4 separate regions of the Mus musculus genome follow, and regions 2, 3 and 4 are each linked to region 1. A link is a contact called in public HiChIP or PLAC-seq data. All regions are on one chromosome and are shown on one strand. Each heading gives the region's core, a stretch centred on a gene start, on an enhancer-like site or on the middle of the called end of the contact. The rest is flanking DNA. Distances are from core to core; before and after follow the strand shown.

The links. HiChIP or PLAC-seq counts read pairs in DNA pulled down with a chosen protein or histone mark.
Region 2: a contact with region 1 is called in a CTCF HiChIP or PLAC-seq map of CD8 T cells, with 6 read pairs. The contact joins the promoter of Mettl1 here to the promoter of Mars1 in region 1. A contact is called at or near these places in 5 of 39 promoter capture datasets (the C10 cell line, cranial neural crest, embryonic stem cells and 1 more), 1 of 15 datasets of contacts at CTCF or cohesin (CD8 T cells), 1 of 484 Hi-C or Micro-C datasets (embryonic stem cells), 6 of 115 datasets of contacts at active chromatin or transcription factors (the SCID.adh cell line, effector CD8 T cells, embryonic stem cells and 1 more) and 6 of 9 other capture datasets (adipose tissue, embryonic stem cells, embryonic tail and 3 more).
Region 3: a contact with region 1 is called in a CTCF HiChIP or PLAC-seq map of embryonic stem cells, with 9 read pairs. The contact joins the promoter of Nemp1 here to the promoter of Mars1 in region 1. A contact is called at or near these places in 4 of 39 promoter capture datasets (cranial neural crest, hippocampal neurons, liver and 1 more), 2 of 15 datasets of contacts at CTCF or cohesin (the NIH/3T3 cell line and embryonic stem cells), 3 of 484 Hi-C or Micro-C datasets (B cells, embryonic stem cells and regulatory T cells), 4 of 115 datasets of contacts at active chromatin or transcription factors (effector CD8 T cells, embryonic stem cells and memory CD8 T cells) and 2 of 9 other capture datasets (adipose tissue and liver).
Region 4: a FOXA1 HiChIP or PLAC-seq map of pancreatic cancer cells shows a contact between it and region 1. The contact joins the enhancer-like site here to the promoter of Mars1 in region 1. A contact is called at or near these places in 2 of 39 promoter capture datasets (hippocampal neurons and liver), 2 of 115 datasets of contacts at active chromatin or transcription factors (microglia and pancreatic cancer cells) and 2 of 9 other capture datasets (adipose tissue and pancreatic islet).

The regions. Positions count from the first base shown.
Region 1 is chr10:127,310,196-127,313,799 of GRCm38.p6, reverse strand. Mars1 (methionine-tRNA synthetase 1) reads left to right here and starts at 2,014. Exons shown (of 21, transcript NM_001003913.2): 1 at 2,014-2,279; 2 at 3,266-3,356; 3 at 3,502-3,580. The coding sequence starts at 2,171. It also overlaps the pseudogene Gm6283.
Region 2 is chr10:127,040,654-127,044,115 of GRCm38.p6, reverse strand. It overlaps Mettl1 (methyltransferase like 1), which reads right to left and starts at 2,184. Exons shown (of 6, transcript NM_010792.1): 1 at 2,046-2,184; 2 at 893-1,056. The coding sequence starts at 2,137. It overlaps Eef1akmt3 (EEF1A lysine methyltransferase 3), which reads left to right and starts at 2,722. Exons shown (of 3, transcript NM_001205036.1): 1 at 2,722-2,898; 2 at 3,017-3,128. The coding sequence starts at 2,722.
Region 3 is chr10:127,675,508-127,679,056 of GRCm38.p6, reverse strand. Nemp1 (nuclear envelope integral membrane protein 1) reads right to left here and starts at 1,992. Exons shown (of 9, transcript NM_001113211.1): 1 at 1,830-1,992. The coding sequence starts at 1,959. It overlaps Gm16230 (a long non-coding RNA gene), which reads left to right and starts at 2,298. Exons shown (of 4, transcript XR_872178.1): 1 at 2,298-2,386.
Region 4 is chr10:127,584,947-127,588,137 of GRCm38.p6, reverse strand. It overlaps Lrp1 (low density lipoprotein receptor-related protein 1), which reads left to right. Exons shown (of 89, transcript NM_008512.2): 15 at 1-69. Among named protein-coding and RNA genes, the nearest start is that of Gm16217, 9.7 kb to the left of the region's middle. Within about 2 kb of position 1,792, at least 26 of the 459 cell types and tissues checked have an H3K27ac peak or open chromatin away from gene starts, as enhancers often do. A contact at or near this core is called in microglia and pancreatic cancer cells, where this site is marked.

The DNA of each region.
Region 1 (3,604 bases), core at 765-3,264:
ACCTTGCCCACAGCCTTGGCAGCACCAGTGGATGCAGGGATGATGTTCTGGGCAGCCCCAAGGCCATCACACCACAGCTTTCCAGAGGGGCCATCCACAGTCTCTGAGTGGCAGCGATAGCATGGACCGAGGTCATGAGCCCTTCCATGATGCCAAAGTTGTCATGGATGATCTTGGCCAGGGTGGCTAAGCAGTTGGTGGTGCAGGATGCATTGCTGACAATCTTGCGTGAGTTGTCATATTTCTGGTGGGTCACACCCATCACAAACATGGGGCATCAGCAGAGGGGCAGAGATGATGACCCTTTGGCCCCACCCTTCAAGTGGGCCCCAGCCTTCTCCATGGTGGTGAAGACACCAGTAGACCCCACAACATACTCAGCACCGGCATCACCACATTTGATGTTAGTGGGATCTCTTCCCAGAAGATAGTGATGGGCTTCCCGTTGATGACAAGCTTCCCTTTCTCAGCCTTGACCATGCCATTGAACTTGCTATGAGTAGAGTCATACTGGAATATGTAGACCATGTAGTTGAGGTCCATAAATGGGTTGTTGATGGCAATCTCCACTTTGCCAACTGCAGAGCAGAAGGCAGCCCTGGTAACCAGGCACCCATTACGGCCAAATCCATTCACACCGACCTTCACCATCCTGTCTACAGGACGAGGCTGGCACTGTATGAGAAGAGCCTCATACTTTTTTTTTTTAAAGATAAGATATCCCTTTGCATGTGTTTATTTGGCTTTGTTGCGAAATCTCTCACTTCCCCCTCAATTTGACCTTTTGTAGCATAACTCTCATCTCCCTTTGCTGTGATTGTCTAGCTATATGTAAATGGAAGACTAGTGCATTTTCACTTTTATGTCAGGGCTTGCTTGGTTTATTTTTGTTTTTTTTTAATGTGTATCAAGGTCTTGCCTGCAAGTTGAGTGTACTATTTTTGGGCAGGTCTATGGAGGCCAGAAGAGGCACTAGTGTTACAGAAGGTTGTGATCTGCCTGTCATGTGTGTGCTTGGATGAGCATCAAGTGCTCCCGAACCAGAGTTATCTCTAAACCCCTTATTTTTAATTAAGAACAAAATAAAACAAAACAAAAACCACACACTTTTTTTTTTTGAGACTAGGTTTATAAAGACCAGGATAGCTTTGAACTCAAAGAGATCCAACTGCCTTCGCCTTCTGAGTCCTGGAATTAAGGGAGTGTCCCACCACACCCAACTCCTTTTTCTTTTATTTGTAAGGGGTTTCGAGTGCAGGGAGGTCTCTGCACCACATGCATGCAGTAATCATGAAGACCAGAAGAGGGCGCATGATTCCCCTAGGACTCAAGTTACAGACAACTGTCAACCATGCAAATGGGTCAAAGGAGAGTCCAGGAAAAGGACAGCCTGGCCTGTGTTCTCCGCTGAGCCATCTTTCCAGGCTTCCTCACTGATTTACTGACAGATCCCTAGTAGCTTAGGCTGGCTTGCAATAGAGGATAACGTCGAATTTATGATAATTTTATCACCACCTCTTCAACGCTGGGATTACAGGAGTGGACACACCACCACACAGTGTTGTGTACCGGGGGTGAACCCAGCGGTTTGCACATGCTAAGCAAACGCTTACTAACTAAACTACATTCCCAATTCCTAAGTAATAAAGGTTCGCGAGCCACATCCTTTGTGGCTGATGGACAGCCACATTAATTTCCACGTTGACACTAAAGTTTGCTCACAGTTCCCCAACTGATTTTTAATCTTGTAGCTAAATGCATCGCCACGCTCTCGGACTACCCGCACACAAACCAATTAAAAACTCCGATCCTTAACAACTTGAATCGGCGCGTGCGATACCACTTCAACGACCAGTAAGGAATCAGAAAATGCCACCCATCGCGTCGTCTCCATCGGATCGCTTTACAGCGGCCGACTTCAACAGTTCAAAGGACCCTCTCGGAGCCGGCCGACCCAGAGTGCCACGCTAGCCCGCACCGTCAACTTCCGGGTCTCGTTGGTAACCATTTCCTGTTTCGTAATGGTGCGTGATGGGATGAGTAGTCGGCTTTCCTGGAGCCTACCGCGAGCGTCCGGCCGACACAGAACTCCATTTCCCGACGTGCCTTGCAGCTTAACCCAGGAGCGGGAGGCCGGTTCCGATTGCATCAGCGTGGGCTCCGAGGCACGATGAGACTGTTCGTGAGCGAGGGTTCCCCGGGGAGCCTGCCCGTGCTGGCTGCGGCCGCGAGGGCCCGGGGTCGGGCGGAGCTGCTCATCAGCACCGTAGGCCCCGAAGGTACTGGAGTGGCTGCCGGTGGGCGGCGGGTGAGGGGTGTTCATCTCACAGTTGTTTGCCAGGCTCCAGTGCCCGTTCCCCAATCGACTCAACGTTAACTTTAGTCACGCCAACCTTTGTTTCCGTAACCCTTCTGAAGTTAGTTCCCTTAGTTACCCTCACTGTACTCTTCAAACCTCGTTTTAAGTCTCCCCTCTGGTTAGTTTTCCAGGACCCACCTATCATGGCAACTCCCTCTCAGCCCGGTCACTCTCGCGATCACCTCCAACCTCCCGTGTCGTTTTGGGGAAGCCCCTTTCTCCTTCCAGGACCTCAGTACAGACATGTGCACACTCAGTCCTTGAAGTTTATTGCGTATTCCCAGACAACTTTTTTGGGTGACTTTCTAAGAGTTGTCTGGTCAGATCCTCCCTGACAGCTTGACTGCAGCACTATTCTATACCTCTCTGTAGACTCTACCTCTTGTTTGCAGTTGGCAGTCTCAACTGAACACTAGCTGGCCCCTCTAGCATATTCCACCACCACCCCTCCCCGGTTAGTGTTCTTACCTTCGAAACTGTAGATTGAAAACCCAGGCCTCCAGCACACAATGTGACGTCAAATCATTTCTTTTAAGATTTACTTATTTATTTAATGTATATATGAGTACACCGTAGCTGTACTGATGGTTGTGAGCCATCATGTGGTTGCTGGGAATTTGAATTCAGGACTTCTGCTGGCTCCTGTCAACCCCGCTTGCTCTGGTCAACCCCGCTTGCTCAGGCTGCGCCCCGCCTTATATCTAAGTACACTGCAGCTATCTTCAGATTTACTGGAGGAGGGTGTCAGATCTCATTACGGGTGGTTGTGAGCCACCATGTGGTTGCTGGAAATTGAACTCAGGACCTTCGGAAGGGCAGTCAGTGCTCTTTAACAGCCGAGCCATCTCTCCAGCCTCCTCATTTATTTTCTTACCCCTGATTTTCACCCATTTTCCTCTGTCTCAGAGTGTGTGGTACCATTCCTTACCCGGCCTAAGGTCCCTGTCTTGCAGCTGGATAGTGGCAACTACCTCTTCTCTGCTAGTGCAATCTGCCGGTCAGTATTGGTTCTTGGTGTGGGGAGGTGCCCAAATCAGGGTGAATCACTAATCTTTCTGTGACCTTATTTGCAAATACTGTTCTACTGTGGGTTCATCCATGAACTAGACAGATGCTTCAACTTACTTTCTCTCCCTGGGCAGATATTTTTTTCTGTTATGTGGCTGGGAACAAGATGATCTCACCAACCAGTGGCTGGAATGGGAGGCAACAGAACTGCAGGTGAATCCGTGTATCAGGGAGGTG
Region 2 (3,462 bases), core at 935-3,434, 270 kb after region 1:
CAAGACAAGATCTGTCAAACAGATAGAATAAAAGGGCAGGAATTACAGGCCGGTGATGTCACTACGTAGCTTGCTTTCTTTTCTTTTCTTTCCTTCTTTTTTTTTTTTTTTTCCTGAGACAGGGTTTCCTTGGTTGTCCTAGAACACAATTTGTAGACCAGGCTACCCTTGAATTCAGAGGTCCAACTGCCTCTGCCTCCCAAGTGCTGGGATCAAAGGCGTGCATCACCACTGCCCAGCATCATTTGGTCTTTATAACACTCTCTGGTACAGTGTGAAGGTTGGGGAAACTGAGGGTCAGAAATGCTAAGACCATACAATTAACCAGGGGGGCAGCACTAACATGAACCAAAGTCTTCAGTCTCCACACACCACGCTCCACCGCTCTGACACACTGTTACCTGTCTATAGGGAAGATGTGAACATAGACCAGTGGCTTGACATGCATGCTCTGGAAAACAAATGTAACAGGAACTCCAGACCATGAGAGGGTGGAGCAGAATGTGTTCTGGTGAGAGAAGGGGTAGGAGAGGGAAGGTGGTGGAATCCCCGAGAAAGACGGTTCAGGATCAGTGGCCACTGGAGCTGATCTCTGACGCTTGTGCTGACCCGGCTCACTGACCCAGCACAAGGCAGTGGAATGGCTCACGGAGGGACTGGAGCCACTGGAGCTAGACAGAACAACCGGGGTTCTCAGATACATCTGAGGCAGCCCCCTCCCTCCTCCAGGGCAAAGGCCACAGACCCAGAGTAGAAGGAAGGTGGAGGCTCTCCACACTGATGTCACTGCTGTCTGGTCCCAGGAGGAAAGGTCAACTAATCCTGCCTCTAACCTGCTGAGATGGCAGAACCCAGGCCTCTCCCTGTCCCAAGAAAAGGGCCAGCTTATTACCTAACAAGCCACCATAGCCACAGCCTATGTCTGCAAACTCCACTTGGGCCCCAGAGTGCTTTTCTTTCTCATCCTTTGGATCATCATGGCTCTTATTTTGAATAAGCGGAGCAAAGAACTCTGGGTAAAGCTCAGACCAGTCCATTTCCTCTGGCTTCACAGGGCTATTAGAAAGAAGACATGAGACACATGAGACTGTTGTACATACCAGTGCAGACATTTTGTGTAAGAGTTGGGGGGGGGGTGGTAGGCTTAGAAAAAAACTCTGCATGCAGGGACCATGTGGTATGTAGAAGGTGTAATGGGAAGTCCCCTGGCTTCTAGGGTGTGAATCAGTCCCATCATGAGGCTATGGCTGCAGATCTGCCAAGTTCTTCTGGGTACTGATGTGTGTAAGGTTTTCCCAGAGACTGACTGCCTAAGGCACTGGAGCACTACTTTGTTTATGTATATTTTAAAATTTTTATTTACCCGTGTATTTTGCATTTTATGTGTATGAGTGTTCAGTCTTCATGCACACCAGGAGAGGCAATCAGATCCCATTAGAAGTGGTTTCCAGCCACCATGTGATTGCTGGGGCCTCTGGAAGAGCAGTCAAGCGCTCTTAACCACTGAGGCATCTCTCCAGCCCTCTTTGTTTATGTATTTTGTGTGGCGAGGATGGAACAAGGAGTGGCCAGGAGTGTGTATATATGTTTATCTTTTTATAAATTAAAAAACCCAAATCGGAGCCGGGTGTAGTGGTGCACACCCTCAGGAGGCAGAGGAAGCTGTATCTCTGTGAGTTCGAGGCCAGCCTGATCTACAAAGTGAGTGCCAGGACAACTAGGGCTACACAGAGAAACCCTGTCTCCAAAATCCAAACCAAATTAAAAAGAAAAACCGGAAGGTGGAAATGACAACTTGCTTCGCTTCATTTTGGCAATAGTTTTTCCCCCCTCTTCCTAGATCTGGCTGGCAAGTCCACCCAGACTTTAAGTCTCCAACACCGCGACCCCTCCCAGCCGGCCAACTCCGCCTTCTGCCCAATCTCCCTAAGCCATCCTCAGCTGACGTGTCACCCGGACAACCCTCCCCGCTCCATCGCAAGTCCTAGCGGTGGCCCCTGCGCGACCGCCTTCCCTCCCTCCCGGACCCCGCCGGGCCCGCTCACTAGCGCAGTGTGTGGTCTGCCATGGGGTTGGAGTGGGCGCGCTGCCGGTAGTAGCGCTTCTGCGGCTGGGGGGCTTCGGCTCCCGCCATCATGCCACGCAGTCCACGTGGAGAGCCGAGCTCGCGGCGCGAGGTGATGACGCAGCCCGCGGACCGCCAGCGGGCCCCGCCTTTTAAAGAGCGAAGAGCAAATTCTGTAGCACCGTAGGGAAAGGACCCTGAAGGGAGTGGGAGGGGAAACCTGCGCCCTGCTATTGCTAACCGTGCTTTGGGGAGGCCAGCTCCGGGCACCCCGCATCCTCCCTTGGGTCGTTCTGGCCTAGTCTGGGTTCTCAAATGCCCACAGGTACCTGTGCGCCCCACAGGTGAGCGGGATGTGAGGGACCCGCCTCTGACAGTAAACTCAAGCATCATTTCTTCTCTCTCCGGGTGGTCTCAAACCAAGTCTGGCCCGTATGGTGTTGTGTGGGTCCTGTTCTGTGTGCGCCAGGTACCCGGGCTCGGGGGTCATCCCCATCCATCTCTAGGAAGTCCAGCTGGAGGAAGGAGAGCGAACTGGGGAGGCGGGGCCCGGTGCCTGGGAGCAGCCCATATGGCTGGCAGTCCCCAGCCTCAACCCCGCACCGATAGAGGGGATCCGAGCGCTGGCCGGGGTGCTCGGGGACTCTATCTGCCGGATGGCCAGCTCTCGCACCGATCCGGAAACTGAGCCCGAATCCGTGTTCCCACGGGAGATCCGGCTCTTCACAGACTCTTACTCAGAGAGCAGCCGGTTCTGCTTCTGTGGGCACGAGCTGAGCATCACGCAGAACTTTGGGTCGCGCCTTGGGGTGGCGGCACGCGTGTGGGATGCGGTGAGGAATGGGCTGCCCTAAGTGAGGGTCCCTGAGAGGTCCAGTCCCCGGACCCCGGCTCTCCCATATGGAGACACCGTTCTGACAGTTTCCCACTTTCTTTTTCCCTTCCTCATAGGCTCTGAGCCTGTGTGACTATTTCGAGAGTCAAAATGTGGATTTTCGAGGCAAGAAGGTGATCGAACTGGGCGCGGGGACGGGCATCGTGGGAATCTTGGCGGCGCTGCAGGGTGCGTGAGCTGGCATTGCGGCGGGAGGAGGGGAGCTGGAGTGTGGAGAAGTGAGGACGTGGATTCCTGGGGGTGGGTAGAACTCAGCTCAGTTCTTTCCTTTTAACAAACCTCTATTCTCCTGCAAGGCAGACAGCGCTGACGAGTGTTCAGAACACTCAAGCTAGTTGGCTTCAGGGTACCTGAAACAAATAAGATAGGCTTTCCGTGAAAAAAAAAAAAAACTGGAGATGCTCTTTCGCTAAAATGCTTGCATGGATTTTCTGAAGGAGAGACCTAGGACAGTGAACCTCATCAAAGATTTGTAGCTTTGTTATGTTAGGATCTTTTAAAT
Region 3 (3,549 bases), core at 743-3,242, 370 kb before region 1:
ATAACCAGGTCGGCATTCCGACTTGCTCCTGGAGGTGAATTTTCTCCACATTAGGAAGCCCCCGAGCCTCCCTTCCTAGAAGAAACCTTGGAACCTTTGGTGACGCTCTGTAAACCCAGAATCCTGGAGGATGAAGCAGGGGGAGCCTGAGTTACAGGTCAGAGTTACACATGAGTTGCAAAGCAGCCTGCACGACACAGTGAGACCCTGTCTCAATGAAAGGAGGAAGGGAAGCAAGCAAGCAGAAAAGTGTGCTTTAGGTTACTTTTGTTGTTGTTGGTTGGTTGGTTTTTCCAGACAGGGTTTCTCTGTGTAGCCCTGGCTGTCCTGGAACTCACTCTGTAATCCAGGCTGGCCTTGAACTCAGAGATTTGTCTGCCTCTGCCTCCCAAGTGCTGGGATTAAAGGCGTGCACGATCACGCCCGGCACTTTTTTTTTTTAAGTTATTTTATTATTTGCTTATTTGTTTCCAGGTGTAGGTAGCTCCGGTTGTCCTGGAACTCACTACGTAGACCAACCAGGCTATCTTCGAACTGGAGAGATCTGTCTCCCTTGGCCTCCCAAGTGCTGGGAGTAAAGTTCTGAGCCACTATGCCTGGCTTTTTGCTTTCCGTTTCAATCCCCAGTGTCCTGTAAAGGAAATCTCAAAGGAACTGCTGACTGTGCTTAGTATCTCCTTATGTCCTCACACCCCGAGGCCCCATTTTGACAGTTTATTCAGGTGACAGTCCTTCCAAATCCTGTTCTAGGCTTTTAGGCCCTGATCCGGAAAAGAATCTTTCCTGGACATATACTCTCTTCCCAAAAGAAGTCTCCAGTCCCTCTTGAACAATATATTTATGGGTGTTGATCTTAAAGCCACAAGTGAGAGCAAGTGACAGGCAGGCAGGAACGGAAGGGGGCAGTATGAGAGTGGATGTGTGCTTACACGCCTTGGCTGTCTTTATTCTCTGGAGTTGCTACTCCCTCCAGTGGATGTTGGCAAACATCACTTATTTTCCCGGCCACTATTTAACAAGGGAGGGAAAACACGATTTCTTATCAACTTTTAATTTTTTTTTTTTCTGGTCGGGATCACAAAATAAGTTTCTTACCTAGTCCGGAGTTGACTGTCCAGCAGAAAGTACAAAATGAATGTGCTTGAAAGAATGAATAAACTTAGGAACTACGTCCCGCTTAAGCGGATGGCCTCTTATCTTTCCTGGGCAACTGGAGTATAATGACTCCAGGTGTGTTCTCCGGAGCTATTTGGGAGGAGGATCTTAACAGGAGGCCAGTGGTGGCACACACCTTTAATCCCAGCACACAGGAGGCAGAGGCAGGTGGGTCTCTCAACTCCAGGCCGGCCCGGTCTAAGGTGTGAGTTCCAGAACAGCCAGGGGCTACCCTGAGAGACCCTGTCTTGAAAAACATTCAGGTGAACTCTATTCCACTGTACCGAGACAGATCCATCCCTGGGGTGTTTTTAGTAAACTGAATGAGTGGGGCGTTTGCTTTCTCCTGACCTATTTCAGGGCGAAACCCAGAAATCCGTTTTAACTCAGAAATTCAAGAGACCTAGCAGCACCTCGGAGCCCCTCCGTGGTTTCCCCCCTAAAGGGTGTCAACCAGCCCAGGCCTCCCTTCCTGGGGAAGGCTCAGGCCTCCGCCCGACCCGAGCTGTCCGGAGGGCGGCCCGGGACCCGTCAGTGCGGACCGTCCCTGGAGCGTCTCACTCAGCGTCCCGAGCTGCTCCGAGTAACGGGCCGCACCCTCGGGATAAGAAACCACTTTTCCACATTTAACGCCCTCGCGCCCGACCCCTGGGCAGCCGCTGCCCGGGTGGTACCTGAGCCGCAGACCACGCAGCCGGCGACGACCAAGAGCAGCCATGTGGCGCCGCCGCCGCCCCCGGCCCCCCAGCACCGGGGCCCTGGACCAACCGCCGACCACACCGACACTTTGATTCCTCCCGCCATGGATGCCTCACACCGCCTCCTCCTCGCGTGCCCCTCCTCAGCAACTGTCTCCGAACGGGCAGCGCCGGCAGCCAATCGGCTGCGAGACCCGCCCCCACCCCCACCCGTGGAGCAGGCGGGGCCTCGCGCGCTCCGCCCTCCCGCGCCCCTAGGAGCCACACCTCCTAGCAACGCCAATCCTGGCAGTGACGACAGGAAGAGCCCGCCCTTTCCCCGCAATCTGCTTCCGTCCGCGGTTTATTTACAAATGAGATTGATGGAAAGCTTACCCAATAGGAAATCAGAATGAGAGGAGGCCTCCTGGACTGCGTGTTTCCATCGAAACGTCTCTTCTAGTTTTTCTTTCCTTTCTTCCTCGGCCCTTTTATGACATGCTAGCCAGTGGCAACTCTTCACGAGTAAGGTTCTCCCGTGACCGTTTTTTAAGGTAAAATGATTGCCAGCCTGTCTCCAAAGTTCTGAAATATTTCAGCAATAAGTACAGGATTATTGTGCGTTGTCAAGGTTTTGCAGGCATAAACAACGTTTGAAAATGTAGAGATAGAGCTGAGATAGAAACTCTGACTTCGATCCCCAGCACTGCAAGAAAAAAACAAACAGAAAACAAAACACCAAAAAAAAGTATTAATTTGGCTTCGGTTTCCTTTTTTGACTGAAGATGTAGCTAAACTGTGCACAAGGCCCTCGTTTCAATCACCAACGCCACAGGAATAAACTACAAGTCCCGAGCATTTCTGGTTTTGAAACGAAACAAGTGATAATTAAGACAGCTTATCCTCTCCATTTGGGAAAAAAAAAAAAAAAAGCCAAGGCTAAGAGAGAGAGAAAAAACACAAAGTAGGTTCTGAGCTCAAATCTAAGTTCTTTCTGTGGCTTAGGTGCCTCCCAGTACTTGCAGTCCAGGCACTGTGTGTGTAGCACTTACAGAAATTGAAAATTGAAGCACCTTTTTTTTTTTTTTTTTTTTTTTTTTTTGGTTTTTTGAGACAGGGTTTCTCTGTGTATCCCTGACTGTCCTGGAACTCACTCTGTAGACCATGGCCTTGAACCCATAAATCTGCCTGCCTCTGCCTCCCAAGTGCTGGGATTAAAGGCGTGCTTGTAATCCCATCACTTGGGAAGTTGAGAATGAAGGCTTGCTGAGAATTGAAGAGTAGCCAGGATTATAGAGTTTGAACCGTGAGAACCTGTATGTGTGTGTATATACATACATATATATACACACACACACACACATATATATACATATACATATATATATACACATACATACACACACACATATATATACACACACTTGTGTGTAGACACATGTATACATGTATATGCACATTTATACACACATATAGATGGCTTATTGCGATGGCTCGGTTGTGTAAACCTAGAACTCATATGACAGGAGAAAACCAACTTCTGCTCCCACAGGACCTCCATACTGACTCTGTGGCACACAATACCCCCCACACAATTAATGGATCGATTGATAAAAAAAAAAAAAAAAAAAAAAAAAAACTTTTAATGTCAAGGTTAACAGGAGGCGTGTTGGTCCATATCTGTTAACTCCAGCATTCAAAACACTCAGGTCAGAGG
Region 4 (3,191 bases), core at 543-3,042, 270 kb before region 1:
CCCCCGGGAGCCGCCAGTGTGCCTGTGCCGAGGACCAGGTGTTGGACACAGATGGTGTCACCTGCTTGGGTATGAGGGGCCTGGCTTGCACAAGGGTGGGAAGGTAGCTCCAGCAGAAGAATGGCAGAGGGCAGGGGAGTTCTCTGTGTTTCCAGTAGAGATTAAGGAAGCAAAGAGGGGGCCCTGAGATGCTGACAGGAAGCAAGGGATAGGGTTCAGAGAAGGCTCTGGGGCTAAAGGAGGATTGGGGGTGGGGTAGTTCTGAGGGCACGAAGATGGGGCAAGTGAATGAGGAACGAGACAGCGAGTAAGAAAGGAACTATTCTTAACTCATTTTAGCTTTGGCTATCATTACAGTAAAATAACAGTATTTCAGAACACTATAGGCTGGAACTACTCCTTAACAGCAGCACTCAGGAGGCAGAGGCAGGTGGATGTCAGTGAACGTAAGGCCAGAATGGTCTGCCTGGAGAATTCCAGGTCAACCCGAGCTGCAGAATAAGACCCTGTCAAAAAAAAAAAAAAAAAAAAAATCAAAAGTAAAACTGGAAAAATTCTGTAAATTAGCCGGGTAAGGTATACATGCCTAGAGTCCCTGCACTGTGGAGGCTGAAGCAGGGGGATTATAAGTTCCAGTCCAGCATGGATATTCTAGCTCAAAACCAAAAATTTAAAAAGGAAATAAGGAGAAATAAAAACCCTGATCCAACCAGTGAACATGAATATGATGTGGTAAGTCACACGAGGTACTTTCTTCCCTAGGTGGGTAGTTCTGTTTTATACACAGCCCTCATCCAGTGTGTACATGAATCTCCTGCCTCTTTCGGCTCTTACCCGCCACAGTATTCTCTGTTTTATCCTTACTATTTATTTATTGTACTGAGGATCAACCCAGTGCCTCATATACACTAGATAATCACTCCACCAACGTGCTACACCTTCAGTTCCTTACATTCATGATTTTATTGATTAGTTTTTACTTTTTGGTGGGTATTTTGCCTGCGGGTATGTCTGTGTTCCATGTGTATGCAGTGCCCATAGTGGGTGGGCAAAAGGGGGTGCCAGATTCCATGGAACTAAAGTTACAGAGGGTGGTGAGCCACCATGTGGGTTCTGGGGATGGAATCTGGGTCCTCTGGAAATGCAGCCAGTGTGCCTAACTGCCTCTCCATCTCTCCAGGCCCTAAGATCATGATTTAAATAGCCTTGATCTCCTAAACATAAGAAGGGTTCTAGGGATGCTGGCCTTCAGGTAAGGCCTTAGGTCAAATTCCCAGCACCATACACACAATTAAGGTTAAAATAAAAGTAGGTACTCGCCGGGCGTGGTGGCACACGCCTTTAATCCCAGCACTCGGGAGGCAGAGGCAGGCGGATTTCTGAGTTCGAGGGCAGCCTGGTCTACAGAGTGAGTTCCAGGACAGCCAGGGCTACACAGAAAAACCCTGTCTTGAAAAATCAAAAAAAAAAAAAAAAAAAAAAAAAAGTAGGTACTCATTGTAACAATGTAACAATTCATTGTAACAATGAATAAATGTGCTGTGCAGAAAAACATCCTACCAGGCCCTGATGCCATTTTAGGGGGGACTCCTCCCCAATATGTCTGTGTGCATTTATGTCTACATAAAAGGGCATTGCTGCATGCATGTTCTTCTGGCCCCTGCTTCCGTTGCTAAGCAGCGATTTTAGTGGCCAAACTGTACCGTTTAGTAAATGTTCCATTGTTGACTCAGCCATTTCTCTGCTGATGTGTGTTGGTTTTTGGGTTTTTTTTTTTATAACCACAGCCAACATTCACTAAGCATACATTATGTGTGGTTTTAAGAATTTCCCATGTAGTAGCTTACTTGTCCTCTAACACGTCTCTGTGGGGACAGCATTTTTTTATTTACAAGGGTTGAAACTGAGGTCCAAGTTAACACAGGCATCCCGATATGAAAGTCTGACCCCATTTATTTATTAACCCTTTTGTATTGATCACATACTTACACTTTCTCATAGCTGGAATAAACTTTTTTATCACAGTTCTGGGAGTGAACTGTATCAGTAGCTGGATGTGGTGGCCTACACCTTTAATCTCAGCATTCAATAGGAAGAGGTGCGTGGATCTTTGTGAGTTCCAGGCCAACCTGGTCTACACAGAGAGTTCCAAGCCAGTCAGGGCTATATAATGAAATCTGCTCTCAAAACAGAAATACAAAAGGGAGAAAAAAGAAAAAAAAAAAAAAGGCTCAGTAGAGATCAATGTCCTGTTGAGAACAAGACAGAGGGCTGGGAGAAGCAGAGGGTGTGAAAGGCCAGGGCACTGGAACTGTCTTTGTGAACACTGACATCATTAAGAATAGAGGCAAGGGGCTGGAGAGATGGCTCGGTAGATAAGAGCACTGACTGCTCTCCCAGTGATCCTGAGTTCAATTCCCAGCAACCACATGGTGGCTCATAACCATCCTTAATGGGATCTGATGCCCTCTTCTGGTGTGTCTGAAGACAGCTATGTATATTCATATACATAAAAATAAACAGCTGGGTGTGGCGGCACACGCCTTTAATTCCAGCACTTGGGAGGCAGAGGCAGGTGAATTTCTGAGTTCAAGGCCAGCCTGGTCTACAAAGTGAGTTCCAGGACAGCCAGGGCTATACAGAGAAACCCTGTCTCAAAATACAAAAAAAAAAAAAAAAAATTAACAAACAAACAGAGCCAGGACTGGTTGTAGAGAAGGTGGCAGTGGACCAGGAGCAGAGCATCCTTAGTCTTGATGAAGCAGCCTGAGCAGGTCAGCACTGGTTTCTAGAAAGGAAGGGAAAAACAGCTAAGAAGCGGCTGTGCGGAACAAGGAGCACACATACCACCTTCAAGGCCCTGTGGTCCACGGAGTAGAGGAGAGAGCGTTGGTGACCCATGGGACCCTGCAGAGGTTTTAGAAACTGGGTGAGAAAAGCGAATGCAAAGCTCAGGTGACTACACCAAAGGTCTGCTTAGATGCTAAGGCAGACAGTGATGGAGAGGTACCACTGCAGCTGGGGATGGGAAGAGTGGAGCATGCAGAGATCTGGGGATCTGTGTTTACTTACCAGGTGGAGTCAATGGCTTTGTGAAAGACCAAGTCCAGGACAGGATCTTGGGGGCTCCTGAGATGACACCTAGGGGCCGTTCAGAGTCAGCAGTGGACCAAGCACATCTCTGTGACCTG